Linked DNA regions of Mus musculus: all the other regions are linked to region 2. Evidence: chromatin contacts called from public Hi-C and HiChIP or PLAC-seq data. All regions are on one chromosome and are shown on one strand. The core of a region is the stretch at or near the end of the contact, and the rest is flanking DNA. Distances in the headings are between cores, read along the strand shown.

The links. Hi-C and Micro-C count contacts between places; a contact is called where the count stands out from the background. HiChIP or PLAC-seq counts read pairs in DNA pulled down with a chosen protein or histone mark.
Region 1: an H3K27ac HiChIP or PLAC-seq map of embryonic stem cells shows a contact between it and region 2, with 7 read pairs. The contact joins two enhancer-like sites. A contact is called at or near these places in 2 of 115 datasets of contacts at active chromatin or transcription factors (embryonic stem cells and trophoblast stem cells).
Region 3: a Hi-C map of CD8 T cells shows a contact between it and region 2, with 2.0 times the contacts expected there. The contact joins two enhancer-like sites. A contact is called at or near these places in 10 of 484 Hi-C or Micro-C datasets (CD8 T cells, the HL-1 cell line, Th1 cells and 2 more) and 4 of 115 datasets of contacts at active chromatin or transcription factors (all in embryonic stem cells).

What each region holds. Positions count from the first base shown.
Region 1 is chr11:107,275,165-107,278,697 of GRCm38.p6, forward strand. The region is part of intron 5 of Pitpnc1 (phosphatidylinositol transfer protein, cytoplasmic 1); the gene reads right to left. Among named protein-coding and RNA genes, the nearest start is that of Gm11716, 59 kb to the right of the region's middle. Within about 2 kb of position 1,932, at least 25 of the 459 cell types and tissues checked have an H3K27ac peak or open chromatin away from gene starts, as enhancers often do. A contact at or near this core is called in embryonic stem cells, where this site is marked.
Region 2 is chr11:107,509,265-107,512,818 of GRCm38.p6, forward strand. No RefSeq gene overlaps it. Among named protein-coding and RNA genes, the nearest start is that of A830035A12Rik, 23 kb to the right of the region's middle. Within about 2 kb of position 1,992, at least 95 of the 459 cell types and tissues checked have an H3K27ac peak or open chromatin away from gene starts, as enhancers often do. A contact at or near this core is called in CD8 T cells and embryonic stem cells, where this site is marked.
Region 3 is chr11:107,692,440-107,695,741 of GRCm38.p6, forward strand. It overlaps Helz (helicase with zinc finger domain), which reads left to right. Exons shown (of 33, transcript NM_001368755.1): 33 at 1-1,387. Among named protein-coding and RNA genes, the nearest start is that of Cacng1, 22 kb to the right of the region's middle. Within about 2 kb of position 1,527, at least 27 of the 459 cell types and tissues checked have an H3K27ac peak or open chromatin away from gene starts, as enhancers often do. A contact at or near this core is called in CD8 T cells, where this site is marked.

The DNA of each region.
Region 1 (3,533 bases), core at 682-3,181, 230 kb before region 2:
TGGCAGGAATTCTACAGAGGCAGGTAGTACAGGAAGTGCTACATGGCAAGAGGCAGGGTGTGTGTGTGTGTGTGTTTGGGGGGGGGGGGTCCTTCTCTTTCATAATACCATTGTATTTTAATCACAGGGACCCACACTGAAGACTTAGTCTATTCCTAAGGACCTCTCAAAAGTCTACCTCTAAATATCAAAGCTGGATGTCACCACCCTCTTAATCCCTTGCAGGGGGATCAGATGGCAGCATCTGTGCCCTTGAGGGACTCACACCTCACATATCAACCGCAGCCTTTTCTCACTTTAAAAGTCTGCCCTGAGCCAGATTTAAGATGACCTACCCATGTCCCTCATTCATGCCTGAAGATGTAGAAAAGCCTAAGACACAGCTGCAAAGCCATTGTTCTGAAGATGCAGTGGACAAGCATTCCCTCGAGGGACACGAAACCTCGGAGAATCCCTAGTGATCGTTACTGAAAAGCAAGAGGCCATGTGATTGTCAGTGTGAGTCTTTTAAGGAATTCTTGCAGCCTTGGAAAACTTGCAAGGAGGAAAAAAAAAAAACCTATTATTAAAAACAACAAACAAACAAAACAAAACATAACCAAAAAACCCAAAAACTGGTTCTGTAAGATGGGAAAGACAGATTTCCCTTTCCTCACAACGAAGATGTAAACCTTGGACCAGGGGGTTAAAAACGGAGGAGCAGGGTCGGGGATGTGGTTTAGCCAGGGAGCAGGAAGCTCGGTCCTGTCCAGTAGGAATCTCTGCCTCTCTGCCGACACTGATGCTATTATCATCTTTGACATGAACCATCATCTCCTCCGCCGCCTCATTCTTGCCCCTGTATCCTGGAGGAAGTCACTCCCTCCTTTGTGATGGCTGGAGCACTTTCCCCTCTCTTGAGCCTGCTAGCTCCCTTTGCACTTTACAGAAGGGCCATTAGGTGGGGCCCTGTCACCATCTCCCAGGTAAGCCAACGGCTATGACGTTGGACTTTGAGGACTACTGAGTTCTGGGACTACTGCTCAGATTGTCCAAATGCATGAACAGGCTGTGGTGGAGGGGGGAGGCTAGAGTCTGCAAGGGTTTGATGTTGAAGAAGTTGTACATTTGAAATCACCAATCCAGAAAACAATTACAAAGATTCTTTGGGTCCCTGTGATTAAAATACAATGGTATTATGAAAGAGAAGGGACCCCCTCCTCAAACACACACACACACAAACAAACAAATCCAACAACCTAAAAGCACATTATAAGAGTCACCTGTCACTGATAGCATGTCACGACAGCCCTCAGCAATCTACCCTCTGCTTTCTTGCCCTCTGTCCCTGCTGGTGCTATCTATGGACCACTCTGACCCTTAACCACTGTGAGGCGCTACCCTCTGAGCAGAAGAGCCACCATTCTTATCCAATCAGTTGTGCCTGCTTGTAAGAATCCATCACAGTCATGCTTTGGGACTGGGCATTCCATTAAGGAGGTGGGTGAGGAGGTCACTGGACCCTCACGTGAGATTCCAGGCACTTCTTCCAGCAATGTGTATATGATTCTGCCCTAATTGCATATGGCCTAGGGGACATTAATCTTATACAGCTATGGGAAGCCATGATCCATCCACACCAGAAAGTGCATCCAGTGTGGCTGCTTTGGGGTCACCCATACAACTATAGGAAACCCCTCACCCACACTCTGATATGAAAGCAGCCAGTACTCCTTGGCTGTGCAGGGGGATTACTTTGGTCTGTTAGTGGGACCTTACTGAGGAAGGGACTGGACCATCCACCATTGACACAGGCCAGCCTTCTCCTCCCTCGACCTTTGCTTTCTCTCACGTCAGCTGACCTTGTTCACGTGCTCCCCTATCTCCCCTAGCGCTACAACCCCCTCCTGAGGCCCAGACATTGTTTACTTCCCTTCCAAGTCCAACTTCAAGGTCAATCCCAGGATACCTTTCCTGTCACCTCCCTGAACCCTCCGGTCCCCAAGAGACTCGGGCTGGGCTGCAGGCTCATTCTGACCTTGGCCTACTCCATTTCCCACACCCTGCAAACAACTCCTGGGCTAACTTGAGAACATTTCCTGTGCTCCTACGCAGAAATGCAGAGCCCAGCTGGGGAAAGGACAGTCAAGCAGGCTGGCGGCACCACCAACCACAGCTGCCCCAAATTGCCAGGCTGCAGAGACTGCCAAGTGAGCCTCTTCTCAGTCATCAGTTTCTCACCTTTGACCTTCACCATGCTCCTTAAAACCTCTTTCCTGGCTTCTTCTCCTCTAGATGACTTCTCCCCACATGCCTGAAGCTAGAGGCCACCGTGCACAAGCTAAATGGTTTTCTGTCCCCCTTCCCCCCTGTATCTACCCTGCCCTCTGACTTTTTCCTCTTCCTGGAAGAGCAACTATCTCTATGTGGTCTATCATGGAGAACACTCACTATCTGGCTTCCAGAGATGGCTCCTCCAAATTCTGGCCTGTTGGGTCCTTTATCTTTAGTATTTTACCATGAAGGGCTAATGCCAGGGGTTGGGATCGTAGCTCAGTTGTGTCATAGCGTAGCCAAGCATGCATGGAGCCTTGAATCCCTTCCCCAGTATTGCTAGGGTTGCTGCACTGGAGAGGAAGAGGCAAGGAGGGCCAGATGTTCAGAAAGCCTGGTCTCACATTTGTTTCTTGTATCCTGGCTGGTTTGTGTAGTATGCATGCATGTATGTATGTATGTATGTATGTAGTCAGGGTTTCATGTAGCCTAAGCTGGCCTCAAACTCTCCATGTAGTTGAGGATGACCTTGAACTTCCGATTCTCTGCCTCTCCCCGCTGAGTACTGGACTAGAGGTGGTGAGCATCACCGTGCCCAGATGTATGTGTGGTTGTATGGAGTGCCTGAGATCAACCCAGAGCTTTTGTGTATGCTGGGCAAGCACTCTACTCACTGAGCAACATCCCTGCCCCACTTGATTTACCTTTTCACACTTTGTTTATTTAATTTCGTGCATGTATGTGTGTGTGTGTATGTGCGTGTGTGTGAATCCCAGCAGGCACCATGACCTCACAGTATCATACAACACACCCGGGGACAACCTAGCCTTAAGAACTATAAACGAGATTGGCCTTTATTCTTTATAAATTGCCCACCCTGTGATCTTCAGTTATAGCACCAGACAACTAAGGAGATACACCATCAAGGCAATGTATCACTCCCTTCCAGATGAGCCGCCTTTCTTCCTAAGACGTCTTTAAGAACTTTGAAAGATATTATTTTGATACTCTGTGTCTAGCTATGGATTTATCTTCATGTATCTTTTTAGCAGTTAGACAGCGATTAGATGGTAGCCAGGTTGTTCCAGTCTCAACTCCTAGCTGGGTGACCTTGGGCAAGAGAGATCTGATCTCACTTTTCCAGTTTAGTCCAATATTAAATGCTTATCTCCCAGGGCTACCCAAGTACTAAGGAATTAACACAGGAGACACACACAGACTAGCACCTGGATCTTATGTGCTCCGTAATGCTGGCCACCATCACTGTCCAAAGTAAACTT
Region 2 (3,554 bases), core at 742-3,241:
TAGGCAGTTCCACTGGTGAGTGTCCTTTCCAACTGCGGCAGGTCCAGACTTCTTCCAGGCAGCTGGCCTGAGCACACTAATCTTCTTTACAGCTTTGCTCAGGCTGAGTGTGACTCAACTATCACGGCTTACCCTGGCAGGGAGGGACTAGTGAATCTGGTCAGTTTCAGGGACTTCCTGAAACTATTTTTTTGAGTTGTTTACCTGTCTATTTAAAAGAGCTCCCAGGCAAGATGAAATGTTTCAATTCCAAAGGAAACTGTTACACATCATGGGCTCTGTTCTCTCCACTGCTAAAAGCAACTGAAAGCATAGTTTTTAAATTGTCCATCAGATGATGGGGGAGGGGAAGGAGGTCAGGGTGGTACACTCCAGGAAGCAAAAGGATGTCAGGGTAGGGATGGAGCATCTGTTTAGTGCAAGTGATGTGAGGGGTGGGTGGTATGAGTCCCACCAAGCTTCCTGTATCAGTGACCTCCTGTGAGTGAGCTGGATTAGGGGCTCTTTTGGGTGCAGTATGGGGGAGGGAACTACGGGAAGTAACCACCTGCTCCCTCTAGTGGAGCCTACTTCCTCTGCTTGATCAGGATGGAGCCAGCTGGGTCTGGGAAACTGCTCTAGGGCAAATTTACTGGCCCCAGGGATTGAGGCCAGGGGAGTTACTATGGGACATGTGTGTTTGCGAGCTTGACTATATGTGTGTGTGCCCGCCCAGTGAGAGAGAGAGAGAGAGAGAGAGAGAGAGAGAGAGAGAGAGAGAGAGAGAGAGCGCGCGCGAGCGCTCTGGAGCATAAAATATCTGAATTATATAGAGAGGAGCCTCTGGGGGAAGGGCAGCCCAGCCTTGGGCTGCAAATTCAGGATTGGGGGCAGGGTATACCAGGTGGGATTGAGGACTGCTGGGAGGACCTGGAGACCAGGTCGGCTTTGATATGTAAAGTATACACCTCAGTCCCTTGCCTGAAACCAAACAGTGAAGAGCATTGCATACTCTGCTCTTGCAGAGGAGACCCAATCAATGCCTCTGGCTTCCAGGGGTACCAGCACTCACGTGCACGTACCAGCACAAGCACACACATAAATAAAACCAAATAAATCTTAAAAAAATAAAAAGTTAAAAGTTATCCTTGGTTACATAGGGGAATTCGGAGCCAGCCTGGGCTACATGAGACACTACTTCACTCAGTCACTCAAGGCTCTAACTCTAAGGCAGTGGGGAGCCAGGATCCTCCCTGTCCTTCCCTGTTCCCCTTTTGCTGTTGTTCCACCTCAAAATGTCACAGCAGTAGGGCAACATTCTCCTTGTTGGTCAGAGATACCATCTCTTCACTCAGCTAACTCCCAAGTTCCCTTCTGAAGCGGTGGCTCTTTAGTGGTGGCCAATTCCGACCTTCCCTCCGTCAGCTTCAGACTTCCCTAGATCTCCTCCTTGAAGTGGCCAGAACACAATGCTTGCTCCGCCCCCGGGCTCAGGCTGGCCCTCCCAAGCCCCCGGGAGAGCTCACGAGGAAACCCACCCAGGCATGGGGAGTTTCTTGTGGCATTTATGTGAGAAAAGTGCCAAACTTTGAGAGACCTAAGCCTACAGAAATCCTGTAATTTTTCTCTCAGGCCAGTGAGCAGATTGCTGCGGAATCCAGACTCTGCTGTATCGCCCCGAGCTCATCCCTTTCTCAAGATGAGCTCAGTTTTTCCTCTAGAGGAGAAGCCAAAGGTTCCTGAAGGACTGCCTCTGTCTGTCGTCTATGTCATTATTTGCTGCAAGGCTGGTGTTAGGCACGTGGTCCCAGCGTGGCAAAGGAGCCAGCAGGGAGGCTTAAGCAACTCCGAGCAGAGCCCCGCCCAGGCCCTAGGGGGTTGAGACCCAGAGGTCCTTGTGACAAACGCATATCAAAGGCTTTCATCAGGTGAGGGGATGGAGGGCAGGGAGCAGAAGCCAGAGGCTGGCTCTTTGTGCTTTGAACTTTTCTTGGGAAAATAACATCTGCTACTGCGTTTCTTGCTAAACAGGCAAGGTGAGAGGGGAATCAAAGTAGCTTTGAGGAAACTCTGAGGCAGAGAGACACAGTGGGTGGACCTTCCAGAAGCTTCTCCGACCCACAGCCTGCAGGTTGAAACCAACAGATATTTCGGAATCACGTTCTTCATCGGTTTTTATTTCTCCCCCACGGCCCCCACCTTTCCCCAGGCAGGACCGATGCAGGGTGGGGTGATGTCTGCTATTACAGAAGGTGTTTATGGCGATCAGTGAACAGTCCCTGGCACTGGGGAAATTAAAAAATACAGACACAAGAGATGAGTTGGTTTTTTTTTTTTAAGTCCTGTTTTCCCAAATACTGATAATATTATACATTTCCTTCCATTCTTGATCAGTCTGTGCCTTTTAAAAAGTGGGAGGCAGCCGGGCATGGTGGCACCCGCCTTTAATCCCAGCACTCCAGAGGCAGAGGCAGGAGGATTTCTGAGTTCAAGTCCAGCCTGGTCTACAAAGTGAGTTCCAGGACAGCCAGGGCTATACAGAGAAACCCTGTCTCGAACTCCCCCCAAAAAAGAAAAGTGGTAGGGAAGCATAGTGGTGGAGTGCATGCGTAGCCTATACAAGACCCTGAATTCACAGTACTCTTCCCCCCCCCCAAAAAAAAAGGGAAAAATTTTAAAACATTGATTGATTGATGGATTGATTGTGTGTTTTCACCTCAGTGTGTGTGTGTAAGCCAGAGGACAGCATTTGGGAACCTGCTCTCTCCCTCAGTCATAAAGGTTCCAGGAACTAAGGTTTTTGACTTGGCTGCAAAGCCATCTCACAAGACCAAAAAAAGATTTATTTTATTTTAGCATGAGTGGTCTCGCGGCATGTACACCTGTGCACCAGCAGAGGGCACCAGATCCCAGTATAGATGGCTGTGAGCCACCATGTGATTGCTGGTTATCAATTTCTGGAAGAACAGACAGTGCTCTTTTTTTCTTTTCTTTTTTTTTCTTTTTTTTTTTTTTTTTTGGTTTTTCGAGACAGGGTTTCTCTGTGTAGCCCTGGCTGTCCTGCTGGAACTCACTTTGTAGACCAGGCTGACCTCGAACTCGGAAATCTGCCTGCTTCTGCCTCCCGAGTGCGAGTGCTGGGATTAAAGGCATGTGCCACCACGCCTGTCCAGGCAGTGCTCTTAACCGCAGAGCCATTTCTCCAAACCCAAGAGTTTTTCTTACATAGAAATTATATAGGTAAAGTGTGTGTGTTGACTTTTCCATTTATTACATCATGAATCGTGTGTGTGTGTGTGTGTGTGTGTGTGTGTGTATGTGTGTGTGTGTGGAGATGTAGCTCAGTGGGTAGAGTACTTGCCTAAATGCCCAAGGCCCTCGTTTCAGTCCCCCCCACACCCAACCCCCAACAACTACACAAGAGAGGTTTGTGGCACAGGCAATTCAAGCACTCAGGAAGTAGGGTTAGAAAGATTAGAAATTCAAGGTCATCCTGGGCTACAGATTGAGTTTGAGGTTAGCCTGGGTTACATTAGAGCCTGTCTCAAACAAACAAACAAACAAACAAACAAACA
Region 3 (3,302 bases), core at 277-2,776, 180 kb after region 2:
ATAGCATGAGTGACTCCTAAGTCAGAGCAGACATGGGTGAGCACGTTAGTTTTGAGAAAGAAACTGCCTACAACATAATCAACCTGACAGGTCTTTGGATAGTTTTACATTTGTGTGTTGTGTTTAATGTTCAGCCTGGGCTGCAGCTTGGCGGGTATCGGGTTCTGCTTTCTGGTTTCTAGTCTGGCTTTGAATTTACTGGGTTGCTAGCAAGAAAACAAATCTATTTTTAAGGGAATAGAATGTAGAACGGCGTAGGCGTAGAAGTATAATACACAGTGACCATCATAGATTTACACAGCTTTAGAGTTCTTAGCCCCCAGGACTTCCTACATAAAAGGCCCGGGAAGCTCTAGCTGCAGGTTGCTGGTGTGCTCAGCACAGCTTTCCTTTATGCACTCCCAGCTTATAAGGGACTTCGGTTTATTTGCGATTTGCCTTGCATGATACCACTTTGTATCTTTCAGGAGGTCAGAGGACTCTTTTGTCCAGGTTGAAGTCCCAAAGTGTCAGTTTTACCTAAGATTGTTTCTCAACGACCCCCCCTCCCCCCGCCGCCGCCGAAGGGTCCCTGATTTCCATGTATCAGGAAGGTGACTGCTTCTATCTATCCATGTATATGACATTATGTACATCAAGTACTGAATCTGATTTCTGTGCCAGCCATCTGACCTGATTCTTTGAGACCCATAAAGGTACTGGTTATAGGTAATAGTTGCATCCCGGGAGAATAGAGTGGTCCAAATACTTTCTCTGAATTATAAAGCTAATGGGGTTTGCATTTTAGTAAAGCGTCCTAATTGTCAGTGATGCAGGATCTTGCTTTTTAATTTTTTTTTTTTAAATACAATTCTCTAAATGTGGTCAGTAATGTATGGGATCAGTCACATAGTAGATGCATTCTGGATCTTCTATTGGGAAAGCCTTCATAAGGGAGGCCATATGTAAAACCACCCTGGTCCGTTTACCTTACAAGCACCACTTATGCAGCATCTGACTCAGCATAAATCTATGGCAAAACCACAACAGTGACTCTGTCCCTTTGCGGTATACCATGCCTCGTCTGAGAGGCTCTAATACCGGAAGAGTTTATTCTTAAAAGTAAAGATGGTTTTGTATCATAAGATAACCCCCAAAGCTGGCCACCAAGGCTTCCTTTCTCTGTTCTTCCTCTTTCCTAACTCGGGTTTTGGAGTCTCCTTAGCTTACGCTACTTTCTTAGGACTTTGGTTTTTGTTTTTTTGTTTGTTTTTTTTTGAGCCCAGGAGTCTACAGTGTGACCCTTGTCAGTGAAGTTCTTTTGTTTTAAAAGATTCATGGTAACACAAAATGTATTTTACTGCTACAACTAAAATGTATTTATAATAAAAAAATGCCTTTTTAATAATTTGGAGAGTGTTTCTTTTGTGTGGACACTCGTTCTCGGCTCCCTCTTCCCTCGAAACTTAAAGGTGTTAAAGAGGCTGGCGCACGTTTGATTAAGTTCATCACAGACATGGTGACGCTCAGGGGAGAGAGAGCCCAGTGTAAAAGGGAAAGTTGTGACTTGACAGAGATCTGGGACATGAATCACCAACTTCAGCAGTAGCTAAAGCCTTGAGGCACAAATGTCACCTGGCAGGTGACAGGCAACATAAGGAGAAAATGAGCTCTCTTGAAGGTCTCGTTCTCCAGGTCTGAATTTATTTATTTGTTTTTAGCAAATGTTTCGAATTTCTCTCCACAAGTCTTGTAGTCATCAATACTGGGCTTGGGTGACTCAGAATGTGAGAGCTCATTAATCTAGTATACACTGATACATTAAAGTAGGGCTAGTACTGCACCACACAATTACACAGAGGATTGCCTGGGATCCATCAGGTTTCTATTGGAGAAGTGTTTGCATCTGTGATGCTGCTGCTCTGAGAAGCACTAGTGGGTTTCAGACAGCCTCCTGTGCCATATTTTATATTTAACGGACCGTTAGTATGACACCATGAGTCCAGCTTGAATACACCGCGTGCGGGGTTGCTGTTGTGAATGAGATGAGGTAGTCGGCCTTCCCCAGTGACCGCAGCCAATATGTGTTCATGATTTTTTAGACTACTTTTTGTGTTGTGGGTGTTCTGATATGTGTATGTCTGTGCACTAGTCTATCCCTGGTGCCCGAGGAAGTCAGAAGAGGGTATCAGATCCCCTGGAACTGCTGTTATGAATGGCTGTGAGCCCTGACATGGGTGCTGGGATCTGACCCCAGATCCTCTGCAAGAGCAGCCAGTGCTCTAACCACTGAACAGCTTCCTCTGCTGCAGGTAGACCTTTGGCTCTGTGCTCCCTGGACAGGATGGGCGCCTGCCTCTGGATTTTAAAAAAGAAAAACAGTTTCTCCCATGTTAAGTGTGGGTTCAGAGGCCCCTCGAACTGTGTGCTCTCTGCTTTGCAGAGGTAATCCCTGAAGAAGCACAAGGCTGACTCTTAGGAGCTTGTAACTGATGGATCAGAAGAGCAAGGTGGAAAATCCCCCGGAGCGCAGTTGGAAGGCTGGGCTGGCAGGACGGGACTGGGGAGTGTTGCTGCCCTTGGTGAGTCTAGAGAACTCAAGGAGCCTTTAGCCCATTCCTGACTACACTGCTTGAATCACATGGCTTTGTCTTATCCAGTCATCCTCCACCAGATGAAAAACCTTAGGACTTGAAGAACTGACCATTGCGTGACCTTACTTTATGTCTGTCCCACCAACTGCCTGCGCCATTCTCTGAAGACCCACGGTGATTCCCCAACACCATCACAGCCACCTTTCTCTTCTCCCCTCCTCCTCTTCCTCTTCTTCTTCCTCCTCCTCCTCCTCCTTCTTCCCCTCCTCTCTCCTCTGCCTCCCTCCCTCCCCTTCCTTCCTTCTTCCTTTCTTTTTTGAGACAAGGTTTCACTATTGTAATACTGTCGGGCTTGAGACTCAGAACCTACCAGGCTGGCTTCGAAGTGCAGGGATTAAAGGCGTGTACCACCACATCTGCCATCACAGATGTCCTACATTCTTTTGTTTTAAATCTCTCTCTTTCTCTGCTTATGCGACAAAGAACACATGTGTGTGAGCGTATAAGTGTGTGTTTGGGTTTGAGAGTGTGTGTGTGTGTGTGTGTGTGTGTGTGTGCATGAGAGCATGCTGTCTCACATGTGGAGCTCAGAGGACAACCTCAGCTGTCTGTCCTCACTTTCCAACTTGTTGGAGAAAGACTTAATGCTCCCCACATCACATGCCAAACTAAACTTGCAGGACTCTTGCTGTCTCCGCTTCACGTCTCATCCTAGAAGGACGGGGTTAC